Regions from separate parts of the Mus musculus genome. Here region 1 is linked to region 2. A link is a contact called in public HiChIP or PLAC-seq data. All regions are on one chromosome and are shown on one strand. Each heading gives the region's core, a stretch centred on a gene start, on an enhancer-like site or on the middle of the called end of the contact. The rest is flanking DNA. Distances are from core to core; before and after follow the strand shown.

Region 1 (5,110 bases), core at 325-2,824, 480 kb after region 2:
AGCTTTATATAGTCGGCATGAATTTTTCTTCACCGTATCCTAGGAACACGGGTGCTATCCTCCTTGCCTTGATAAATGCTCAGTTATACAACTTCCTCTGAGTCACGTTATTAGCATGTGATAACTCAGTGTTGCCATCTGTTGTTTTAAGAAGACTAGTTGCTGTGGTGAGGAAAACAGGAAGTTCTCCAGGTGGCTGGAAGTTTCAAAGATGTCACCAGATGGGGTCTTTGTTAGAAGAAACATGTGTGGAAATGCTTCAGAGTCTTATTGAGGAAAGCACCGAGACTGACCAAAAGTGGTGGTAGATGGGGAAGGAACTGAGGAGTACCTGGCTCTAAGGATTTTCACGGAGATGCCTGGAAGGGTGATAGAAAGATCCCATCTTAGAGATGTGAGCATGAGTGTGTATTTAGGAAGATGTCAAGCGGTCAATATGAGGCCTCTGATAAGGGCATCAGTGTGAACAAGTAAGAATCTTCCAGAACAGCAGGAGGTGCTAAGGAACAAAGCATCTACATGTTAAATTGCCATTGGGAAGTCCCTGAAGCAGAGATTCTATCTGTTCCCCATCAGGGCATATGTTAGGGCCTGGTCCCCAAGTGCTGAAGTCTCAGGAGGGTTTCTTCTTCCCTTCATTAATTCAAAAAGGGTTATTATTTTTTCTCCCTACGTATTAAAATCTATATAGCTTTGACTCTTGTTTTAATGTCTGCACCATCTTCTTGCCATTGCATCTCTGTAAGACGCTGGTGTTTACAAACTATAATCTCAGTGAGGAAGTCTAGAGAAAAATGCAGGAGGGGCTCAGTCACTGCCTAGAGTCAAAAGTGGCCTTATGGCCACCCCCCTGTGTCAATTACATTGGAAGGCACTACCACCCAGGACCCTTTCAGGACCCTGCTCATTACAGGTGGGAGGCATCTTGCCTGCAATACAGTCCCTCCTTCTTACCACAGGAACCAAGACATTGTCACCAACCTGATCCCACCCACTCAAGAAGCTAGAGGACAGAAGTTGGGCATCTCTTTGAACAGTAGCCAAGCCTCAGTCAGTGTCTGAGGCCTGAATGAGCATTAGACTCTTGCCCACACTAGATAGTTTTTCATGTGTCTCAGCATAGCTCAAGGGAAAACCCTGACTGGTGCATTTTTGAAGGCTTTTGGCCCTGGCCTCCTTTCTGCACACAGGGGACAGGACAATCTAACGCAGACAAGGGAGCAAGCAGGTGACAGATGAATGCTTTCCTTGTCCCATAAAAGGAACTGGTCTGAATGTCCTGTCCTCACTGCACCATGGCCAAGATTGTCTCCACCCTGGGTGGAAAAGGCTTGACACAAGCTCTTTGTCCCCAACTAAGCCCAGTTGTTCCCTTTGAATAGTGACAGTATTGACGTCAACCCTCATGATGGAAGAATTAGCTGAAGCCCGAGGGGAAAGAGAAGCCAAAAAAAGAAAAATCCAATCCAGTAAAGCTAAGGCTATTTCTTTTTAGTTTGTAGGTACTCAGCAGATGTTAAGCTTTGTGGAATTTTGATAGTAACAAAGTTTCCCAAAATAGCACAATGAGATGTCAGCCTTAATGGGACCACAGCCAGAAAACATCCCTTACTAATGTGCAGCCTGACTTGATTAACATAACTGAAGATGCTTTTGCACCCCACATGAAGAGGCTGCACCAGAGGGGGCCAAACTGCTACTCAGTCTCATTCTGGGTTCTTCTTCCTCCATGCCAGAGGTGTGAATGAGATGTGGGGGAGGGGGAGGCAGGTGGTGCCTTGGAAGGAGTGCCCCTTTATATTAGCCAAGGTAAAGAAAAGACCTAACAAAGGCTAGCTTTCCTTGTGTGCTTCACTGCAGTTGTGAAGGGGTGGGGAAGGAAAAAGAAGAAAGGAGAACGGGAAGAAGAGAAGGGATGGGGAAGGCATGGAAAGAGAAAGGAAGGAAAGCAGAAAGTGGGAATGGAAGATGGGAGGAAAGAAGGAATTAGAGATGGAAGAAAGGGAGGGGAAGGAAAAAAGGAAAAGGAAGCCAGGAATGGTAGAGTATGCTAGAAATACCACCACTTCAGAGACTGGGACAGAAGGGTTACAAGTTCAAGGACAGCCTGATTACATAGTGAGTTCCAGGCTAGCCTGGGTTATACAGTGAGTTCTAGGACAGCCTGGGCTACATAGTGAATTCTAGGACAGCCTGGGTTACAAAATGTGATCTCTCCAACAAGGATAGCTGTCTTCCAAAAAGACGAGTAAAAGGCCAGGGTGTATGTTCATGCTGGCCTGTATCACAGCTCTCACCCACACCAGCCTTAGGTTTCATGACCTTCACATTCATGCTTTTATGCGATTTCTCTCTCTCTCTCTCTCTCTCTCTCTCTCTCTCTCTCTCTCTCTCTCTCTCTCTCTCTCTCTCACACACACACACACACACACACACACACACACACACACACAAAAGCACACACAAGCATTACACACCTCCATTAGATCAGCGTCAGCAGGGTTGCTGACACCACTGGGGTTTGTTGGTTAGCAAGCACTTCTAGTAAGTTCTCCCTCCAAGAACCAGTGCTCAGAGATGCCCTCAAGCTGCACTGAACCATCATCTTCTGCACCCTGCAGATAAAACTGGCTCCAAGAGGGTTCCTCTCATTAGCAGTACCCAAGTATCCTCTTCTGCCTTAGAGCTTTGATCTTAAAAAGAAATAAATTAGAAAAAACAAAACAAAACAAAAAAACACCACCATGGTGATAAACTCCACTTAATCCAACTTATTTAACACAACATTAAATGGGTCACAAGATGTCTACAGTGATTTCAAAGGGGGTTACTCCCTTGCTGGATTAAGGTTTACTTTCCATCCAGATTGTCACATAGTATGGTACAAACAGGGGCAGCATGCTGACTGGTCCTTATCAACTAACTTGGACCAGGGGTCTAATACTTACACCAGTCCTATCTGCAATTTCAGCAACCGTAACTCACAGAGTCTCTATGCACTGCAGAGTGACTCCTCTCCCTGCTTCTATTGCTTTTGCTTCCTGTGCACTTAGGAGCCATAATACTCTGTTTTCCTGGACCAGTCACTTCCATGAAAGTTCCTACTGGACACAGTGGGATGCTGATGGGGATGCTGACAGAGGATCTCATAAAGAGCTTCCTGCCTTGTAGACTGAGGAGACCGTTGAGTGAGCAAAGCACTGGCCATGCAAATAGGAGGGCCTGAGTTCAGATATCTGGAGCCCACGGAAAGCCAGAGACGCTAGGGTATGTCCCTAGTCCTACCGTTCCTATGCCAAGATGGAAGCTATAAATGAGGGGATCCCAAGCACTCATGGCCCAGCCCTCTCTCAGATGAGGAACTAAATAAGAACGAATCCCCAAGGCTGTCTTGTGATCTTCACACCTGAGCCTACAGGAACAAGCAAGCATGCACGTGCATGCAAACACACCTGTGCACATCTCTAAAAGGAATAAAACTTTTTTTGACTCTGAATAAAAAGCAGAGTTGATCTGTATTCGTTTGCCAGGATGTATAACAAAGCACCATAATGTGAATGACATCTGTAACAAGACTTGTTGGCATGCATTTCTGGAGGTTCCAAGATCAAGGTGTGTACAGGGCGATACTCTCTCTCTCTCTCTCTCTCTGAATGTGTTAGGGAAGGACCTGTTCCTGCCTCTTTCCTAGCTTCTGGTCATAACCTGGCATTGGACAACATAGACCCGTTCTTCATGTGGCATTTATTCACTCTGTGTGAGTTTCTGTGTGTTTACCCAACCTCATCCTTTTTTCTAAGGCTATGGACTTAATGACCTCATCTTCACGTGGCCATCTCTAAAGAGACCCTATGATCAAGTGCAGTCACATTCACAAGTACTCAAGGTTAGGACTTCAATTCCTTTTAGGGGGACAGTTCAACGAATAACAGTGACTAAGCAGTATGGCCATCCTTCCCAGCATCACTTGGAAGAGCTTTGATACCTACTACATCATCCAGGGTCCCCGTTTTCAATGTCAGCCTCCAACATTCAAGTCTTTAGCTTGCAAGTTTTCTGTTCCGCTCCTGTTCGATTACCAGTGTGTGGACAGAACCACAAATGGCTGACACCCTGTCATGGGGACTAACAATACTCGTTCTAATCATCAAGTAGAGGCTCACATTACAGACCTAGGACAGCAGGCACGATTCCTGGGCAGGGTGGTTTCTAGGTTGTGATCCTTGTAGGAAGGCAAGATTTAAGGAACTCTTAGAGAGAGGTGAGATGGTTCCAAATAATAGCAGCAGATAGGCCGAGTGTAAGAATATAGACACCATGATTAGGCGAGAACTGGTAAGTCACTCTGACAAAGCACACGGAGAGTGGGTGAATTCAGGAAAAGACTGCTGAGAGGTGACACAGAATCTTCTTGACTAGTTCAAGGACATCTGAACTTGGTGAGACTTGGGGAGTTGGTCACCAAGATACAATCTAGAAGATACTACCTTTAGAAGTCCTTTCTCTGTTGAGTCCTGAAGGATGGGCTGTAAGGAGTGAGGTTTCAGGGGAAGATGGAGATGCTAACAGTTATGGAGACAGTACAGGCTGTAGACCCACCTTCTCTTGTACATGGAGATTGTGTTGCTTCTACTGGTCTATGCTGTTAAGGCACAAATGTTGTTTGACTACACTGTGCATTCAGCAATGGGGAAGACCATGGGAGAGGCTCAAGAAATACCTACTGAGGTGAAATGAAGACATATAGATGCCAGGGAGTGACTTGATTGTAAAACAGGGAACCAGAGGCAATTTTTATAAGGACAACATTTAATTGGGACTGGCTTACAGGTTCAGAGGTTCAGTCCATTATCAAGACAGGAGCATGGCAATGTCCAGCCAAGCATGGTGCAGGAGGAGCTGAGAGTTCTATATCTTCATCTGAAGGCTGCTAGAAGAGTGGCTCTTACATGGTTAGGAGGAAGGTCTCTTTGCCCACCCCCACAGTGACATACTTCCTCCAACAAAGCCGCCCCTCCTAATAGTGCCACTCATTGGGCCAAGCATATTCAAACCACCACAAACAACAGCCAAAGGTGGATGTGCAAGAGGGACAATATCTATGAATGTC
Region 2 (4,850 bases), core at 1,146-3,645:
TTGATAGTATTACTGGGAGATGGCAGAAAGGAGTAAGTGTAGCCCACTTGGGTAAAGAACATCACACGGAACAAAATGTACCTTTCTTGACTCCAACATCTTCTCTTATTCTCTGCTGCCAGCCAGACAGAAGGTAAGCAGCTTTGCTCCAGTCACACTTTCTACCCCAGCCTCTCATCATGATGTTAGGCTTCACCAAGGATGCAGCTGACCATGGCTGAAACCTCTGCATGAGAGCCAGAACAGACATTTGCTCCTTTATGTTACCTTCCTCAAGCATTCTGTGGCAGCAGTGAAAACCTGACCGACACAAACCACTTCTGATGTTTCACCGAGAACGACTCCAGAGAGCATGTGCGTCAGTCAGCAAAAAGAACAGCTAAGACTATTGCCAAGAATGGAGTTATCAAATAGGCTAGAGCCTTGGAGGGATTGAAAAGCAGGAGGGGAGCTCACACGTGTCCCACCTGTGTCTAGTGCATGTGTCTGTCGCCTCCCTGAGTATCGGTCTCCAGAGTCACCAGCATTTGAAGACAGACTCACACCAATGACTCTCCAGAGGATTCCCAAGCCTTCGTCCTCCAGTCAGGACTGTGCCCCTGTCTCTCTTGTCCAGCAGCTTCCAGGATTGCGGACTGAGCACCTAGTGATTTCCCTAGCTCTGCAGCAGACAAGCAGCCATTGCAGAATGACTCTGTCCCTGACCGTTGGAGCCAGCCGATGAACCACTTCTTCCGCACTGCATCAATTCTGATCCTCGGAAGAGCTTTGGCTAATACGCACGTGAAATGTGGCAAAGGTGAAGAACTAAGGTGGCTGAGGACCTGGGGAGGGTGGTCCACCCCGAGAAAGACTTGTGTAAAAAATAAAGAGGAAGAGGATACAGCTGTCTGTGGAGCATGGAGTGAGCAGAAGTGTAATGTAAGTAACTGCTCGACATATTCTGGAACGTTGTCAGGAATTTGGATTTTTTTTTCTTTTAACTCCTAATACAAAGAATAGTCACTGAAAGATTTTCACATACTGGTAAGATGGAACCTGTCTTTCCTTCAAAGATGACTTTGGCTGCTAATGAGAATGGAGACGGCAAGCACAAGCACTGGAGACATATGCTTCAGAAGTCTAGACAAGAAAGGACTGTGATCTGGTGAGCAAGGGTCATGGGGGTCATGAGAAATGATGAAGTACTGAAACTAGACATATTTAGAATGAATATGACGTCAACTGTCAATGGCTCAGACATGCATAGTTGGGGGAAGGGAGAATCGAGGCTGACTACTTTTGCTTAAGTGATGAAGTTGTGGTCTGGGGGTGACGTCAGCGGGGCCAGCTTGGGATGAACAAAGAACCCAGATGAAATGTTAGGTTTTGATTTAAGTTTAAGGAGCCTGCACAGAAGTAAATATTGAGGAGCACTTCAAAGTCCTGCGACTCTGGGGATCAAGTTACATAGCTGAAATGACAAACAGGTGGGTCATATGTCAAGATATAAAGAATACATAAGATAAACTAAGACTGATCATTGTACAGGGGTGGTTGTAGCCCCAGCCTGAGGATCTCCCTTCTTGGAAGTCTGATAGCAGAGAAAGAATGATCAAGATAGATAGACCGTTGCCAGGGAGTATATAACTTTACCAAAACCAAGGGAGAAGAGCATAGTTGGAAGGAATAGGATTCGTGATGTCAAAGACAGCAGTGTTTAATGGGTGTCTATTAGAATATGAAAATAATGCGTTTGAGAAGCTGATTTCCAACCTCCAGGAACCGGAAGCATCTTCTGCTCTCCCCAAGCTTCCCATAGCTCCAGTTCAGCTTGACTTCTCTGAAGAAACACTTACTGAAAGCCGTTCTGCAGTTCACAGAGTTCAAGGGCAGAGGTCGTCCTGATAAGGTACAGAGGAACTATGATAAGAGCGAGGCAGTGGAAAGAACATATGAGGGCTTCCATCAGCAAACTGCAGGCATCCGGGGGCCCTGCCACCTCCTACGAGTTTATTTCCCCTGATAAAAACATTTGTAATGTCAAACGTCTCCCCAGTCATCAGCTGGCCAGAGAGCAAGGTCAACAAAAGGGAGAGGCTCCAGGATTTCTTTCAACAGTGAGCTTTTTACACCACATTTAAAAATTGACCCCCAAAAGCGTCAACATAATGTCATATATTGAAATAACAAGATGAAAAAAATTGACATAAATGATGCACAAGGCCACATACAAATAAAAATAAGAATAATCATGATAACCATAAATATTTGTTTATTACAAGTAGCATAATATGCTGAGGATAAACAGATTCTGTGATGGATATTTTCCAGTGCTTTCAGTATGATGCAGTGATTGGCAGTATGGATGCCAAAAATCTATACCCTGGAGCTGGGGATATGACTCAGCTGAAAAGAGTGCTTGTCTGGTGTGCTTGTAGCTCCAGTCTTGATTTATGGCAAGGCATAAAACCTGAAATGGCAGTGCATTCCTGTAATCCGAGTGCTTGGCGGGTAGAGGCAAGAGGAACAGGAACATCTTTGGCTATATTATCAGTTTAAGGTACAGGATGCCGAAAACCTTGTCCAAAAAAAAAAAAAAAAAAAAAGCAAGAAAGGAAAGAAGAAAGGATGAGTGGTGACCACTGCTGTTTCACAAAATTCCATCCCATCAGCATCACAGATCACAATTCTCCAGCATCTTTTAATTTCCATCCTTGATGACTTCAAAATGAAGGCCATAAGTACCTGATCCAGGAACAGGCCATCAGTCCCAGAAACTGTCATAGGCACCAGCCCCAGGAACAAACCATAAATTCCAGAATAGGATCATAAACCCCCTTCCAAAGAACACCCTGGTGATAACCACAAAAACGGGAAAATATCTTATCTTAGAGTGGGCCACCTGTGTTGGGCAGCCCTCTCTCACCCTATGGTTAAACATTCATGACACAAGAATGCAGAGCACTGACCACCTGGGACCCCCTAGGACCCACCAATGAAATTTTAGATTACCTGATCCTTCTAGAGTGTTCCCTCCCTTCCCTATAAGAGATCCTGCACACCTTAGTCTGGGGGTCACTATTTCAAAATAAATGGTCGACCCCCTCATGCTGATTGTTTCTGCAAAAGAAGTGCCCTTTGTTTTTGGGAACTACAAAACTGGGGTCTTCCTTCAGTTATTTTCAGATCCTTGCAGCTAATGAAGTTGAGACTTTCTGCCTAGAAAATGATGTAGTTCTGACTTCAAACCAACTTGCCTCTTGTAAAAGTGCTTTGCATATTAGGATGTACAATTCAGTGAGAGAGGCTGTCCTTAGAGCTGCACAAAGGGGATGTAATGTGTATGTGGGAACGCCAGTATTCAATGGATGCCATATGTATTAGATATCTTTTTTTTTTCCTAAAGATTGCTTCATTACCCTTGGTCCCAAATCTGAAATATAGGGAGTTTGCACACAAAGACTCTGAGGCCCAGAAGGCTTTGGCATGTTCAGGTCACCTCTCTCTCCATGGCCTCTTCATAGTAGTCAGACAGATGACCACACTCAGAGCTTGGCAGCATCACTGTCAATGCCCTGATCACAAGGAGCCTCCAAGGTTCCCACGTCTTGAGCTAATGAGCTGAAACTCATCTTCCCTTTGCAGTCCCTAAAGCTTTTGTTCACATCTATATCTATCCTTCAGCTTTTGCAAAGCCTTCTGGGTAGTAGCTCCTTGGTTCACTTCAGCTTGAGAAGGGTCTATGCCGGAGCTAGGATTTCAGCCTCGTGCCAGTCAGCTCAAGCCGGATCTGCGTTCTCTGACACCTTGCTTAGGAAGTTAGGAGATCCATAGGGTCACGTTTCTTAAATTAAGACTGTGCTTTCTAAGAGAGAGCATCTGGAGAGATACAATCATGGTTCTCCCATGACCTAAACTGGATGCCGTGTAACCTGAGTGGGATACGCACAACCTGCTTACAGAAGGTTGTGGATAACCATCTTGGTTATCTCATACTTCTACTCGCCTGTATTAAGGCAATTATCTTTTCTAGCATGACTTCTGAACCAATGGAAGGCCTTAGCTTTGTGCCCATGCGTGCGTGCGTGCGTGTGTGTTTATGTGTGTCTTGTGTCTTGTACTTCAGCTGTGTTTCTCCAGCTCCCTCTGACCTTGTGTTTTGAGACATGGTCTCTCACTGACCCTGAGCTCCTAAGCAGGCTGTGCTGTCTCAGCAGCAAGCCCTAGGGATCTACCCTCTCTGCCTCCTCAGAGCGGGAATCCTCTCCCATCACCATGCTCTATTTGTTTCTTTGATTGTTGTTGCTGGTGTTGTTGTTGTTGTTGTTGTTGCTGTTGCTGTTGCTGTTGCTGTTGCTGTTGCTGTTGCTGTTGTTGTTAAGTGGGCCCTAGGGGACTGAACTCAGATTCTAATGTTTGTAAAGCAAGCCCTTTACCAACTGAGCCGTCACCCTGGCCCTAGGAAGTCCCTTTGAGAGAAACACGCAACAAGAATTTCTGACCTTTCATAATGCATGTGAAGAAAGTCAGAACTCTCCTGATGTAGGTTTTAATATAGTTGAGGAAGTGAAACATTGCAAAAAAAAAAAAAAATCAAGTGTAATTCTGACTGTGTTAAGTGACCAGAGACGAGCACAAAGTCCTTTGAGACCCAGCTTTTTGGAATCAGTTGTAAGTCTCATTATAGCGGCCCCTCATCATTCTGTCCCATGAAGGTTGACCTAGCTGGATACCATCCATGGTGGACTCTTATGCCAGCTACTTCCAGCTGGCTTGGGAGCGGAAATGAAGAATGGGGTTAGAAAACTGATTCCCTTGGGAGGCTGGCCAGCCTGGCTGTGAAGGTCACAGACATGTCAGGTGGTTTA

What was found. HiChIP or PLAC-seq counts read pairs in DNA pulled down with a chosen protein or histone mark.
Region 1: a CTCF HiChIP or PLAC-seq map of the NIH/3T3 cell line shows a contact between it and region 2, with 8 read pairs. The contact joins two enhancer-like sites. A contact is called at or near these places in 1 of 15 datasets of contacts at CTCF or cohesin (the NIH/3T3 cell line) and 1 of 115 datasets of contacts at active chromatin or transcription factors (the NIH/3T3 cell line).

Annotation. Positions count from the first base shown.
Region 1 is chr17:44,029,692-44,034,801 of GRCm38.p6, forward strand. The region is part of intron 4 of Rcan2 (regulator of calcineurin 2); the gene reads left to right. Among named protein-coding and RNA genes, the nearest start is that of Gm34857, 11 kb to the right of the region's middle. Within about 2 kb of position 1,575, at least 59 of the 459 cell types and tissues checked have an H3K27ac peak or open chromatin away from gene starts, as enhancers often do. A contact at or near this core is called in the NIH/3T3 cell line, where this site is marked.
Region 2 is chr17:43,552,801-43,557,650 of GRCm38.p6, forward strand. No RefSeq gene overlaps it. Among named protein-coding and RNA genes, the nearest start is that of Ankrd66, 12 kb to the left of the region's middle. Within about 2 kb of position 2,396, at least 28 of the 459 cell types and tissues checked have an H3K27ac peak or open chromatin away from gene starts, as enhancers often do. A contact at or near this core is called in the NIH/3T3 cell line, where this site is marked.